Linked DNA regions of Hordeum vulgare: all the other regions are linked to region 1. Evidence: chromatin contacts called from public Hi-C data. All regions are on one chromosome and are shown on one strand. The core of a region is the stretch at or near the end of the contact, and the rest is flanking DNA. Distances in the headings are between cores, read along the strand shown. Region 1 holds the start of LOC123425496 (GDSL esterase/lipase ACHE-like). Region 2 holds the start of LOC123425499 (SUMO-activating enzyme subunit 2). Region 3 holds the start of LOC123425494 (U-box domain-containing protein 4).

The links. A called contact is a pair of places that touch in the nucleus more often than the background predicts.
Region 2: a Hi-C map of seedling shows a contact between it and region 1, with 5 times the contacts expected there. The contact joins the promoter of LOC123425499 here to the promoter of LOC123425496 in region 1. A contact is called at or near these places in 4 of 6 Hi-C or Micro-C datasets (leaf and seedling) and 1 of 1 datasets of contacts at active chromatin or transcription factors (embryo).
Region 3: a Hi-C map of leaf shows a contact between it and region 1, with 2.6 times the contacts expected there. The contact joins the promoter of LOC123425494 here to the promoter of LOC123425496 in region 1. A contact is called at or near these places in 2 of 6 Hi-C or Micro-C datasets (leaf and seedling) and 1 of 1 datasets of contacts at active chromatin or transcription factors (embryo).

What each region holds. Positions count from the first base shown.
Region 1 is chr2H:127,106,649-127,111,631 of MorexV3_pseudomolecules_assembly, forward strand. LOC123425496 (GDSL esterase/lipase ACHE-like) reads right to left here and starts at 3,039. Exons shown (of 6, transcript XR_006621839.1): 1 at 2,578-3,039; 2 at 1-111.
Region 2 is chr2H:127,552,431-127,557,413 of MorexV3_pseudomolecules_assembly, forward strand. It overlaps LOC123425499 (SUMO-activating enzyme subunit 2), which reads left to right and starts at 2,173. Exons shown (of 11, transcript XM_045109195.1): 1 at 2,173-2,265; 2 at 2,435-2,524; 3 at 3,122-3,205; 4 at 3,307-3,525; 5 at 4,524-4,625. The coding sequence starts at 2,212.
Region 3 is chr2H:126,709,213-126,714,195 of MorexV3_pseudomolecules_assembly, forward strand. It overlaps LOC123425494 (U-box domain-containing protein 4), which reads left to right and starts at 2,531. Exons shown (of 2, transcript XM_045109192.1): 1 at 2,531-3,698; 2 at 3,806-4,376. The coding sequence starts at 2,700. The coding sequence ends at 3,892.

The DNA.
Region 1 (4,983 bases), core at 1,789-4,288:
TGTTCTGTCGGCTGATTGTCGAGCCGGCCGTTGCGAAATTGGCCCCCTGCGAGAAGTTGCTTCCTATTGAGTTGAGGTACGCACTTAGGTAAGGTATTCCCAGGTTTTCAGCTGCGGCATCAGGAAAAAAAGATAAAGTAAATTAGCACATTGCAATGTGGCAATATATATATAGTGATGAGTTCTAATTTCTGTCTCTACCCGTCCACTGAGCAGTCCTAGGACTTTTTTTAGTCCCAACTAAAAAGTCTCTACTCCCTATCCGTTTCTTTTCAGGGACTAAACATGGACTAGAGGTCATTAAATGACATGCAAAAAGATCATGTTACCTCTAATAATGTACTACTCCCTCCGTTCCTAAATATAAGTCTTTTAAGAGATTTCACAAGGTGTCTACATACGGAGCAAAATGAGTGAATCTACACTCTAAAATATGTCTATATACATCCGTATGTAGTTCACTAGTGGAACCTCTAAAAAGACTTATATTTAGGAACGGAGGGAATATAAGTTATTAAATAACATGTTAAAAGTAGGGGCAGTGTTGGAAAAGGTGTCAAAAAAGTTCCAAAATGTCCCTTCGGACTTCTTCCTTTAGCCCCAAATACCCCTTTTAGTCCCTAAAAGTCCCTCCTGTTTCTTTCACATGAGACTAAAAGGGACTTTTTTTTAGTTCCTAGAGCAAAAAGTCCCTGTAAAGAAACACCCCCTAAATATAGCACCAATCACTGCCATGTTTTGATTCCAACATTTTTTTATTTGTAGTGCTAGTTTTGGCAATAAATAGCTCGATTTAGCCTTTTCGTCGAAAAATAGTCGGTGACATCGTCTTCTTGAAGCAACTTGTAGTGCCGGTCCGCCTGCCGGATCAAGCTAGTGGCCCATTGCGTTCCACTAAGAATATTTAAAGCAAAGCATCCACACATACTCTGACACCGCAGTAAAAATCTTCTGCACCAATAATTAATGTATGGCGTCCTATATATAGTACGATCACGCTGCTCGCATTTGTTTTTTCGCTCCATTTTTCTAGCCACCTACCACCTTAAGCTTTGGGTTCCACTAACAGAAGATAACGGAACATAAGCAATCTAGGTCTTACTTAGGGAAGTATCGAATGCAAGGTCTCTAACTAGCCAACTAGGTGTCACCTAATGCTAACACCAAACAGAAAGTAAAATTGAATTGTTTGTAGGATTACGAAGTCTTGCACACTAGTAGCGTTCTTGGAATTACTTCTGAGTTTTTCTTTGTTTGATCAAACCATATGAAAACAAAATAGGATGTAAATGAATCCTCGGGGGAAAATATTAACCTACGAATGAGAAAACACACACATCGAAACCAAAGGTTTCAATCCTGCCAATTTCTCTGAAAACATTTTTAATCACAAGCAAATCAAAGAGACATTAATCTAACGTTTCTTTCTGTCCCTCTCAAATCAGCATCCCATTGTCAGAAAGTTAAACCAGCATCTCCGAAAGCCAAAAGAGTACCGGTGCACGATAGTCCTCTCCAGCTGCAACCCAACACAAAATAAAATCTTCCCGTGACGCTGGCATCGTTCGAGTGATGTTCCGCACATGCAGCTTGCTAGCCTTTTCGTCGGATTGCGCGCGATGGTGTCGGCAGCCATCGATGGCGTGCCGGGTCCTGGATGGAGGCATGGGCGTCGCATCATTGCCACGGCACGGGCGCTCGCACGCACGCGGCGGCGGTGCCAAAGTGCAGCTTGCTTCAGCCGTCCTCCTGCGGCGCATCGCCCAAGGCCGCCGCTTTCCGGCGATGGACTGATGCCCGGCCCGCCGTCGCCGGACAACCGCATCTTATTCAAGGCAGGATGTGGATTGAAATGGCCTTTCAGTCTCACATGTTCCGGAGCAACAAAAGGGATGTGCTGTAGGGTAGAAAGGTCTTGTTCTGCTTGGCCCTTTCAGGAGGCTGGAGGCATCCCTTCTTTTTTACTCTACACTCCAGTGAGTGACACAAAGTAGAACAAACAACATCGTAGGTGCAATAGAATAGTGCTCCAGCTACTTCGTCCGTCTTATAATATAAAATCGTTTCTAACACTACATTAATATAAAAAATGTTTTTATATTATGAAACGGAGGGTAGCATTTTGTTGCTCCAAGAGAGGTTCTTGATTAAGTTTTTACAAGCTAATTTTACTGTACTCCTGCAGGTTACTGCGTGTCTGCCAACTTTTATTCTCCTTCAGAAAACTCTGAGAAAGCGTACAACTACACTGTAGTAGTACATGGTTTTCTTCGCAGCTGCACCGCTACGTACGCATGGTACGAATTAAAGCTACATTTATTGGCTCCTGCAAGTGTAGGCGGTAGGTTTTGGCCATAACAGCCCCGTGTGCAGCCGTGCAAGAAGAACCGAAGGATAGATCGAGCGGGTGAAAAGTAACAAAAAAAGATCCACGGTAGTACAGCGACTTTGAAGGGCTTCTGACAGTACTGAAGGTAGTCCTCAAATAAAAAAAAACAGTACTGAAGGTAGTCCTCAAATAAAATAAAAAACAGTACTGAAGGTGCTTGCGCGAGCCAAGACGCGGTACGTACGTACCGATGAAGTCGACGACGAGGCGGCCGTCGCAGTAGCGGCCGGCGGGCATGCCGAAGAAGGTCCTGCCGTTGGGCGGCGGCGCGGCGCCGAAGGCCGCCGACAGCCCGCCCGTGTCCGAGTTGGAGTCCCCGAAGTTGAACACGGCCGGGAAGTGGCAGTCAGCGCCCGCGCCCACGCCCGCGGAGGCCTGCAGCAGCAGGAACACGAGCGGCAGCAGCGCCGCGGCTCCGGCCGTGGCGGTGCGGCCAGAGCCAGCATACGCCATTCCGTGGGTCAGGTGAGCGTGACGCAGTGAGAGAAGGAGTGCGCGCGGGCGGGCGGGCGGGGAGGACGGGGCGCCGGCTGCAGCGGGGTGGTGGGGTTTTGAGGCGGTCGCGGGATGGATGGATGGGTGGATCGGCGGATGGAGATGGGCGTGAGCCCGAATGCGGGGCGCGGTGCCGCGGCCGATAGCGATAGGGGGCGTGCGTGGTGGGGGTGACCGGTGAGTCGGTGATATGACTGCGCCTGCGCGGATGGGATTGGAACGCTGCGTCCGTGGCGTCTGTTCTGTTGAACTGTTGGTGGATTGCGTTACCGTACGTTACGCAAATTCATCGCAAGAAACGTTGCGTGTATAGTACTTACATACACCGATACACGGGGTGACGGTGCTCACGGGCGCGCCAGTCCGTCCGCCCTCGTGGTCCGGCGCGGGATTCGAGGGTGTTCGTTTGCTGTTGGCTCGTGGTTATCTTCTCTTGTGCTCCGAGAAGTGGAGCTTGTGACGCTACGCTCTAGATATGGGCTAGGCTCTTCTTTTTTCCTTTTTTATTTGGCCAGTATTTGGCGCCGGTCGACCGGTCCAGCTTTGGGCCGGTCAAACCATGTGCGTCCGATTTGGCATCTCTCAGCCATCTGATCTGGTCAACGCCATCCTTTACTTTTTTTTAGGACGAAAGGAAAAAAGAGAAAGCAAGGAATGCACGTGTTGAGGTGCGAGGATGTTTTTGGTTGGCATAGTAAGCTTGTCACTATTTGCATATCCTAAGCCTGTCACGAGTTTGACTCATTTAATGGCATGTACACTTATGGCCAGTGATGAATTTTGGAAGAAAATGAATCGAGGGTTCAATGTCAAATGTGTGTATAAAAAGTTAAAACCTTTCGATATTTTTGTCTAAATAAGATGAAAAAAATATAGTATGGTAGTAAATTTTCTTTTCTAACTTTTGAAGGAAGGGCTCGAGCCTGTCGAAGCCCGTGCTAGATTCACCACTACTTATGGCAAGAATTTTTGTATGCAAACTAGACTCCAACTCGAGAAAATGTGACATGATGATATCAAGTGTGACAAAGAGTGATGCCAACTTTGATAGTGTAACCTTAGGCCCGTGTAGCAAAAAAACTATGGCAAATAGTGATGAACATAATATAGATCAATTAGAAACAAATTATTATATATATTTATTTGGCTCACTCGGATGGAACCGTGCCCTTCTCCCTCCTTGGGAACCGTGCCGTCGAGGCAATTTACCTCTCCTCACCCTCCTTCCTCCCCACCCACCTCCATTACTGTGCCTCCCCTAAACCCACCCAATCCATTCATCGAGCAGCATGGTAGGAGTTCGTCGTCGTAGGATCAGGGTCCACCGGCGACGAGGGTGGCCGAGCCGGTACCGTTGTTGCTTCATGTAGCGTTGTCGCCTTTGCCAATCGAATTGAACTTGCCGAAAGCGCGTAGGGAGATGTTGTTGGGGATATGCCCCACGGTATGACCCGGCTGTCAAGTAGGCGGCTCATGAATAGGTTCATTGTATGGCCCGCGAAAGCCCCGAAGTTCAAAGCCCATGAGGCAGCTCATCAAGGAAGGCCGGCTTGTGGATTAGTACTTGGCGAGCCGGCTCATGGAGGGAGTCATAAGGAATTTCCTTTACTGGAAAGACAAGGCAAGGAGAAATAGACTAGGTCACGGGTTGTTTTACGACTCAGGTTCTATTATAACTTCAGGGTCTTAACCTATATATATATAAAAGGGACCCCCTGAGGTCGGAAGACTAAGTAAGAAACCCTGAGAGCTAAGTTAGCGATTCCGCACCGTAATCGAGATTACCATCATTAATAACACACAAAGCAGGACATAGGCTTTTACCTCCATCAAAGGGGCCGAACCTGGGTAAACCCTTGTCTCTCGTTCTCGATCAGCCCCATCCAAGCAACCACCTAGTTGCAATGGCTCCTAGACTTAGTCCTCTCGCTAGGACATCTCCCGGGACAAAACCACGACAGTTGGCTTCCACCATGGGGATAACGCACGGTGGTATTGAGTTCTTGGAGGAAGTTCTTCGAGGGATCGAGGGATATGCGATCGGTCGGATGCCCAAGAGTCATCGTGGCAAGCTCTACATCAATGATTCAGGCTAGGGT
Region 2 (4,983 bases), core at 923-3,422, 440 kb after region 1:
AAGCCCCTTCTGCCGGAGGACGCCAACAAGACCCGACAAAGGCCGGAGCGGGGGGCTATCTGTGCTCCTGGCAAGATGAAGACCTCGGCAAGGGCACTTTTCAAAGTGCCACGCCAAGACTACTCTGAAGGACTCCGAAGCCTCAAGACCGAAGACCAGAAGCAAGGCCCCGGCAAGCCCCTTCGTCGGGAGGAAGGCAGCAAGACCCCGACAAGCTCCTTGCCGGGAGAGATACCCACGCTCCAATGTACATCAAGCCCGACAGGGTCCCGAAGCATCGTTGTGCCAGCGCTGCGGCCAGCTGCCCCCTAGCCACTTGATACGTGTCATTCTGATTGACGCGTGTCGAGCGGAACCTGGGGGTACAGTGCCGATGGGACGCCCCCTTGTCCCATCTTTGGGGCACCCGACGAAGCCATTAATGTGTCTGCTAAGACGACAGTTCCATTGTAGCGCATTATGCAACTTGTGGGTGCACTGTGCTACCGTGCACCTCGTGAAAATCCTATGCTGCCCCTGTAGGAGACCCCTTCAGCGTATAAAAGGAGGCCCTGGGCATGCACCTGGGAAGGTTAGACAGTTAGACAATCGACGCTTAGCAGCTGATCACTTCTACACCATTAACACGAAGCAGGATTTGGGTTTTACGTCTCCAAACGGCCCGAACCTGGGTAAACAACGATCGTGCCCCGATCTTTAGGTCGGCTCTTCGCGCATCCACCTCCCCCGCAGAACTGCAAGGAACCCTTGGGTTCCATAGGTGCTCGTGTTCCACGATAGCGCTACCTCATCCCCGACGCCAACGAACAACGACATAGACATGTGCGACGTGCTTGCACTCCCCCTCCTGGCGTATCAGGGGAAGCAAACTGTCCATGCAACTCTGTCAACCGTGCCGCACAACTAGCCGAAACAAAGGAAAAAGTCATTTCTCTGGATTGTGCTGAGAGATAGTGTTAAGAAACCCAAATCCATGCCACCCACTTCATATCTCGTGGTTGATTTACTTATATTAAAAATTGTTTATCTCAAATCAATCGTTGTCGCCCAGTGTCGCCGCCCGTGCGTGAAATGTTGATTATTTCCTTAGTTCTTTCTTGTCCCTAGCCCAGCCTCACCAACAACAACGACTTTTTTTTCTTGGGTGGGTCCCATCGGTAAGAGAATATAGCACCACATTTATTTAGCGGGCCCTGCATGTAGGAAGGGATGGAATGGTCCACAAATGTCCAAGTTAGAGTCAAATGCCTTTGATCAGATGAAATGGAGGAGATGAGTATTTCCATAAAAGCACATAATAGATTGAGGCGGAACTTATTATAGATGAAAGCTCAGGATAAAATCACGAGGTAAGAAAAAAAATCTATGAATATGAAAGATATACTGTAAAAATGGAATGTCATGACAATTTCCAATCCTAGAGAAATTGAAAACGCATGAATTGTTTGTAGTTGTTGTTTGGTTGGCCATATGCATTATTTCCATAAAAGATTAAGCATGTCATCATTTCCATTGCAAGAAAGAAGATTTCCACAAGGCCGCATTATATCGACATCTTTCTTTAAAAACACATACAAAACAAACCGCAAGAAATAAGAATATATTTTCAGTCACACAAAGTCGATTTTTTTAAGAAATTAACCTCTCCGATATTGCTTAGGAGAATATTCAAACAGAATAGACCCTAAATTCGAGAAAAAAGTCCCTTCTATTTGAATTTTTACCTTTTTTTTCTAGGCCAAAGGGAACAGGGATTGAAAAGCCAAAGGTTATCCATAAAAAAAAAAGCCAAAGGTGAACCAGCAGTTCCCAAAAGGCTCCCAGCAGGCCCCACCGCCCGCCCGCCCACAGATCGTAGCATATCCATCTAGTCCATTGCCTAAAAAAATTAAAACAATCCATCCAGTCCAACCGTCCCGTCGTTCTGCAACTGCAAGGCTTGCAACCAGGCCGCGCAACTGACCACCACCAGCAGCCAGCAGCCAGCAGCCGCAGCGCGAGCGCGACCCCTCAATTTCCACGACGCTTCCTTCCTTCCCCGGGTGCGGAGCGACGCGACGCGACCCGCCTCACCTCATCAAAGCCTCCCTCCCTCCCTCCCTTCCTCCATCTCCCCCCTCCTCCCAAATCTCCCTCCCCCGAATTCCTTTCCCACCCAAACCAAACCCTCGGCGCCTCAAAACCCTCGCCGCCGCCGGCGCCCCCTCCCCCATGGCTGCCGCCGCCGCCGCCCCCGCCCCCGCCTCCTCGGAGGAGGCCATCAAGGTAGGCCACGCCGCCAGCCCTCTCCCTCCGCCCCGCCCCCGTGCTCCCGCCGCCGCGGGCGCTCGTGGGGATCTCCGCGGCTCGTGTTTTTTCTCCCCTCTTCCTGTTCCTGGGATCTCGGCGCCTGATTCGGTTCGTCTGGTGGTGCCCGTGTTCGCTTTTTGCGCAGGCGGCGAAGGTTCTCATGGTCGGGGCTGGAGGCATCGGGTGCGAGCTCCTCAAGACCCTCGCTCTCTCCGGCTTCAGCGACATCCACGTCGTAAGTTTGTTATCTACTACTACATGCCCCCTTGCTTCCGCACCCTTTGTTGACACCATGCCTAGGTTTAGTTCGAATCTTGTATGCGTATTAGCTATTTGTCGGCAGCACCGCGGTGGATGGCCGTTGCGTCTCTGTGTCGGTAGCGGGATCTGTGATGGTCTTAGCGTTGACTTGACGCTGAAAAATAGATGCATAAACGTTTTCCTTCAGGCTGCGCTTACTTCCCTCTGCGCTGTCTTGGTTTTAGGGCGCTGCTACTGCCTTCTTAGATTGTGATAACACACCTATGCTTGGCTATGACAAAATGACATACAGTCAATGCCACAAAGTGTGTCATTCCTGTTAAAAGTTACAGACAACGGTGTTTTCTTTTGTCAAAAAATACGTTGTGGATAGGGCGAGCCCAGTTGGCTCATGTTTTGTGCACTGTCATGAAAAGTGATATCTTCATGGTAGTTCCTTGAGGTTGATGTACCTTGAACGCAAAGTTGTTTTAAAATATACATGGAGTAATCCTTGTTCAGGCAACCAGAGCTACATGAATCAATTTGCTTGACACACTTCTGGGTTCATCTTGTTGCTTTTCTTATGCAGATTGACTTGGACACAATTGAGGTCAGCAATCTGAACAGACAGTTTTTGTTTCGGAAGAGTCACGTTGGACAGTCAAAAGCCCATGTAAGTATATTTTCTACACGAACATATGATAGGTATAGTTATCTTGGGTACTTCTTCATATTGATGCCTGCTTATGATGTTTTCACCATTGATTTTGTCAGGTTGCTCGTGATGCTATTCTGAAATTTAGGCCAAATATCAATATAAAATCACACCATGCAAATGTTAAGGATGCCAAGTTCAATGTTGACTTTTTCAAGCAGTTTAATGTAGTTTTGAATGGCCTTGATAACTTGGATGCTAGACGACATGTGAATCGCCTCTGCCTTGCTGCTGAAGTTCCGTTGGTTGAAAGTGGGACCACTGGGTTTCTCGGACAGGTGAGTTGACCAAATATCATGGTTTTTGTCTCTTGTTATCTTTGCATCTCCCTTGTCACTAATGCCTGTGGGTATTGTTATGCTTGTCTTTTGTATTTTGCTTGTAGCACTCCTGTTAGAAGGTATTCCATGATATTTGATTGTTAGCCAGTGTGCTAACCGCTGGTGATCCCTGTTCATTTTGTTAGTAATATAGCAGTAATATTTACCCTAGGTGTACAACTTTCCAGTTGAGATGGCCATTCTGTACACTCTGATAACATGGCTAAATGTTTGGTCTGGACCTTTGCACAATTACGCAAGGACACATGGGGAAATGCATTGTCATTTCTAAACTGGGCCTTCCGGGTGTAGATAAGCTCACATGTATAACAGAAAGTAGGCATCTGCCCACTCTCTTTCCACAAGAGCTGCTTATGCATGCTTTTTAAAAAATGACCGTGTTTAAAAAGCCTATATACACCCCGCTGCATGACTTGCTAGTATTTATTTATATTTTGTGTACATAACCATGAGTTGGTCGCGAGATCTTATGGGTTTCACCTACCCCAACTTGTTTGGGACAAAAGGCTTTGTTGTTGTTGTACACTTTGCATATGGTTGACATTTGCTTGTAGTCATGTACATATCATTGCATTTAGTAGTTGACTTGAAGCTGAAAATAGACCATCAAGAGCTGAATAAGTGACATAATCTGGAAACTTGTACATCGAATAGTTGTGCCGTGAACATGCAATATATGAGTCAGCATTTGATTCATGTAAATCAATTGCCAAAACCTAAGTGTTACCTTGATATAAATGCATACCATTTAGTGGCCAGGCCTAAACTGCTTGGTATAAAATGGGTTTTAACCATCCTCGTTATTTATAGCACATCTGTCAACTGTGAAACTGCAAGCTACAAATGGTCACTGAAATAATCAAGGTGTTTCTGGCTCTCTGCTGAATAGGTCAAGTTAATGCTTTACTAAAAGCAATTGGCATTCTATTTTGCAGGTTACGGTTCATGTCAAAGGTAAAACAGAGTGCTATGAATGCCAACCTAAGCCTGTCCCAAAATCATATCCAGTCTGCACAATTACAAGCACTCCATCAAAGGTTCCTCTTTTTGCCTCTGCATGTTTATTATTTTCAAGTTTGCTTATCTTATTGTGATATTAATTATGTTCTGCTATTTCTTTCGAGGCTATGTATTATGATGGTTTGTACTCCCTCCATTCCCAAATATAAGCCCTTGTAGAGATTCCAATATGGACTATATACGGAACAAAATGAGTGAATCTATGCTCTAAAATACGTCTATATACATCTGTATGTAGTCCACATTGAAATTTCTGAGAAGTCTTACATTTAGAAACGGAGGGAGTTTGTTCTTTAATATGCATAATTTTGTTTATTGTGGGAAGGAACAAGCTTATTCGGCTTTTGTTTCTTTGATTAGTTCTGATGGAACCTT
Region 3 (4,983 bases), core at 1,281-3,780, 400 kb before region 1:
CCTACCTCCCAAGCCCTTGGTCAACTGGCCCACGACACCCACTGCATGGCTGACCCACTTGGTAGAGTGAAGGAAGGCACATGCGGTGTCGTTGATGAGGGACTTTGGTTCTGGAGCGTCTTAAGGATGAATAGGGTGAGCCAAGTCACCGCACGAGGGCCACCGGAATCATGGGTGTGTGCCACCACAAAAAGGAGGCTTAGTACGATCGCATCGTAGATCCGCCAATTCATCAAAACAAATTGACATCGGAGACAACCCACACATCGATCAAAAGTCTCTCGAGGTAGAAGAATTGTCCCTCGTAGGAAGTGAAGAGCAATCCCCCACGCCACACGTTGGTCCAAAGAGCTCACCGGTGTCGAGGTAGAAGAATTGTGCCTAGGGTTTTCGCTTGTGTTGTCCCTTCAGAATGGGCCAGGCTAGGACCCAAATTTGGAGCCAACGACACACGATACACAGTGTAAGATTGGTTTTGAGACCTCCTATGCAGTGATGCACGCGTCCGTTATTAAGTTGGGGCTTGCAGGGTTGCTCGCATGGATCGCCACACGAGCGCCCTTACTCACTTGGAAAACAAAAGTAAAAAACGATCGTTCGCTTTGCTGGATCACGTTAGCAACCATTTTTTTTCCTTTTTTTTGTTGATCCGATAGGAAAAAACCTCCCAGTTTTTCTATTTCTAATGATGTGAAATCATTTTTTTTTACATATTTAAGGAAAAAAGTTCATCCACTTTTAAAAACAGTTCATCTCTTTTTAAAAAGGCTCATTGATTTTTGGAAAAGTTCATCGATCTTCAAAAAAGTTCATCAAATTTTTTAAAAAAGTTCATCGATTCTAAAAAAAGTTCTTCCATTCTGAAAAAAGTTCATTGATTTTGAAAAACAGTTCATCAATTTTGAAAAAAAAGTTCATGAAATATGAAAATGACTTCATCGCATGTGAAAAGAGTTACATCGATTCTGAAAAAAGTTCGTCCATATAAAAAAAGTTCATATATTTAAGAAAAAGTTTATCGATTTTTCGAAAAGTTCATCGAATATCAAAAATAGTTCATCCATTTGCAGAAACATTCACCTATTTGCTAAAAAATCATTTACCCGGAAGAAGAGAAAACAGAAAATGAAAAAGTAAAACAAAATGAAATAAAAAGGAGATAAGAAAGAACAAAATGGAGAAAAAACTATGTTACCACATCACGCTTGGTGTCGTGGTGGTTATACCAGGTTGCCTCGACTTGGGAGGTCGCTGGTTCCATTCGTCAAACAACTTTGCTTTTCGCGAATTAAAAACTTAGAAAAAACTCACGTTAAGTGGGCCGGGCCAGCGGATAGGCTCTTCAGGCGTCCGTCTGCAAACGGGCGCTGAAGCGCGAAATAGGATTTCCTATTGGTTTTATGATATGCTTGGAGGCTGGGCCTTTAAGCCGCAAGATTGATTACTGTGAGTTTTCGTGTAATGATAAAACCAGTGCACAAACACCCAAGGGCTTGAAGAAGAGACACCGTCGGAGCATGGAAAATGCTCATGTGGTACTACTCCCTCCGTTCCTAAATATAAGTCTTTTAAAAGATTTCATTAGATGTCTACATACGAAATAAAATAAGTGAATCTATACTCTAAAATATGTCTATATACACCCGTATATAGTCCACTAGTGAAACCTCTAAAATGACTTATATTTAGGAACAGATGGAGTAGTACGTAGTACTCCTTCCGTTCCTAAATATAAGACCTTTTAAAGATTACACTATAAACTACATACGGATGTATATAGACATATTTTAGAGTGTACATTCATTCATTTTGCTTTGTATGTAGTCTTTTAGTGAAATCTCTAAAATGTCTTATATTTTAAAACGGAGGGAGTACGTGGTATGATTCGTCGAATGACGCAGGACGGCAGGAGAAGCCAAAACGGCGTGAGATCTGTAGACACTGCGTCCAATTCCGGACGCTGCCATTTCCCTCACTTTCACGACGAAGACATCCAAAACCGTCAAAATCAGGGGAACTGTACTCGGGGACGGGGCACCCCTGCCGACCGCCGCGGCACCAACCCGCGCGTTTCTGCCTCCCACCCCAAGCCAAGCCCCAGCCCCGCCGCGGGCAAAGCAGCGGCATGGACCATGCCCACTGCGCCGCTCCACCACCTGCCGCTGCGCAGTGGGGCCACGAGGCGCCCAGCCCACCGGCAGCGCGGCGTGGTGCGGCCCGCTCGCTCTGCACGCGTCCTGCCGCTGCCGGCCTCACGTGCGCGACCGGGCGCTGGTTCATCGCGACGCACGTGTCGCGCGCTGAACTCTTCGCCCCCCACCGTGCTACCGGTTCGTCCCTAACGAGATACGGACCGCGTACCCCGCTGGATGCCTATCGGACGGCCATACCTTTCAGACGGTGGGTGGCGGTGAGGGGCCGTCTGATTCGGGATCTGACGGTGGCGGTGATCGTACCACCCAAAGAAGCGGAAGAAAAAAAAGGAGCGATTGAAGAGCCATTGCGCGAATAATAATAATACTTAATTAATTTATTGCTACTCCATCCCGATCCCCCTCCCTTATTTCATCCGCTCGCCCCACCGTCTCCTCCCCGAAAACGCAACGCACCCAATTCTTCCACCCCCAGCTCCCTCCTCCTCTCGCCTCATCGCCCCCGCCTGTGGCGGCATTTGCATCCGGCAGAACACGGCGGAGAGGATGGACTCGGACGCCTCCGTCTCCCCGCGGCGGCGGAGCTGCTACAGCGACAGCGGCGACTCCTCCTGTTCCGAGCCCTTCAGCGAGTGCGGCAGCGACGACCTCTCCTTCACGCCCGCCGCTGCCGCGGGCATCCACCGCCTCCTTCTCTCCTGCGCGGCCGAGGCCTCCGACGGCTCCATCTCCTCGCTCGTCGCCGAGCTCGAGTCGCCCTCGGCCTCGGTGGACTCGCTCCGCCGCGCGGCCATGGAGCTCCGCCTGCTCGCCAAGCACAACCCGGACAACCGCATCCGCATCGCCGCGTCCGGGGCCGTGCGGCCGCTCGTGGCCCTGCTGTCGCACGCCGATCCGCTGTTGCAGGAGCACGGGGTCACCGCGCTGCTCAACCTCTCCATCTGCGACGAGAACAAGGCCCTCATGGTCGAGGCCGGCGCGATACGGCCGCTAGTGCGCGCGCTCAAGTCGGCCGCGTCGCCCGCGGCTCGGGAGAACGCGGCCTGCGCGCTGCTCCGCCTCTCCCAGCTCGACGGCGCCGCCGCCGCGGCCGTCGGCCGCGCGGGCGCTATCCCGCTGCTGGTGGCCCTCCTCGAGACCGGCGGCCCGCGCGGGAAGAAGGACGCAGCCACGGCCCTCTATGCGCTCTGCAGCGGCGCGCGCGAGAACCGTCTGCGCGCCGTGGAGGCCGGCGCCGTGCGCCCCTTGCTGGACCTCATGTCGGACCCGGAGTCCGGCATGGTGGACAAGGCCGCCTACGTGCTCCACTCCCTGGTGGGTCTCGCCGAGGGGCGCTCCGCCACCGTGGAGGAGGGCGGCATCCCCGTCCTGGTGGAGATGGTGGAGGTCGGGACCTCGCGGCAGAAAGAGATCGCCACCCTCTCCCTACTCCAGATCTGCGACGACAACGCCGCGTACCGCACGATGGTTGCCCGCGAGGGAGCCATCCCTCCCCTCGTCGCCCTCTCCCAGTCCTCCTCCGCGCGCCCCAAGCTCAAAACCAAGGTACCAATCGCAGCTCCTCACCGAAACACAATCGTTTCGGCCATTATACATAATCACGGACAGAATCCGCAGCTTCGGTTATGCTAATTCCTTTTGCGATTCCACAGGCTGAGGCGCTGATCGAGATGCTACGGCAACCGCGGAGCGGGAGCCTGCGCGCCACCCGGCCGGCGGCGATCGTTGCGGCGGAGTGATGATACTGTTGAGCCACCAATTCCAACTTGGCCACGCCAGGTGGCGTGCGTGCGTGCGTGCGTTTTCCCCTTTCCCCGTGGCGAGAGCGAGACGAGCTGGCCAGCCGGCCGGCGTGCCTGCCCGTGTAAATAGCCAGTAGCGAGTTTGCGTCCGCGAGCGAGTGTACATTTCCCCTCAACCTCAAGCGAGATGATAAGAACAATGGTGGCGGAGCCAAGTCTCCTGTAAATTCCTCCTCCCCACTGTTCCTTTTCACTTTTTGTTTTCTACCAGTTTGGTTCGTTCCTCGGGGGAGGAAGCAAGCCAAATCCACGTGTGGTGAAGCAGCGAGTTGTGCTGTTGTTGGAGTGAGTGTGAGTGCCAAGTCAGGGATCATCATCATCATCATCATCCCGGGCTTGGTTTCTTCTGGTGGATACGAATGAAGTATTGTGTTCTCCGGAGAAAAGAAAAAGGAAAATCACCGGTTGGTTTGAACTGCAATCCACGGCCGTTGTTCTAGCGTTGTTATTACTCCATCCATCTCCTCCTCAGGTTCCTGCGGTAGGAGTGGGGCGTGCCTCGTCAGCCGTGGGTGAGCGAGCGAGTGACTTGGTAAATCAGCAATGTTTTGCTGGTTCAACCGAGCACGATAGCTCGGAATTTTCTAGTGGTCGCGCTGCGGCCTGCCGTCTGCTCGCTGGGTCAGTCGGTCGTTGCCACCAAAAGCTGGCTTCTTGTTCTGCCGCTGTTTGTGGCCTAGAAGATGCACGACGGAATGGGATGGCCCCGCAGCGGTAAAGCTGAAAGATCTCGCGCCCGGTAGGTTGGTTGATTATTCGTCCCCTGTAGCTGAAAAGGACGCTGCTCTTTGGCTGAATCTGGCCACTGCTGGCACTTCCCGGCCCCGGGCCCTCCTCTTTTATTTGAGCGGTCGGGCCCTCCTCTTCTCCGAGGCATGGAGCTCGTGCCCATCCTCCCATACGCCTGTATGTATGTAGTACGAGCAGTATCTTCAAAGGGTAGGAAACGGATAGCATGGTGGGACATGTCATACGTCGTTGTGTCGAATGGCACTTGTCGCCACCTGACCAAGGAGTGGGTGATTGGC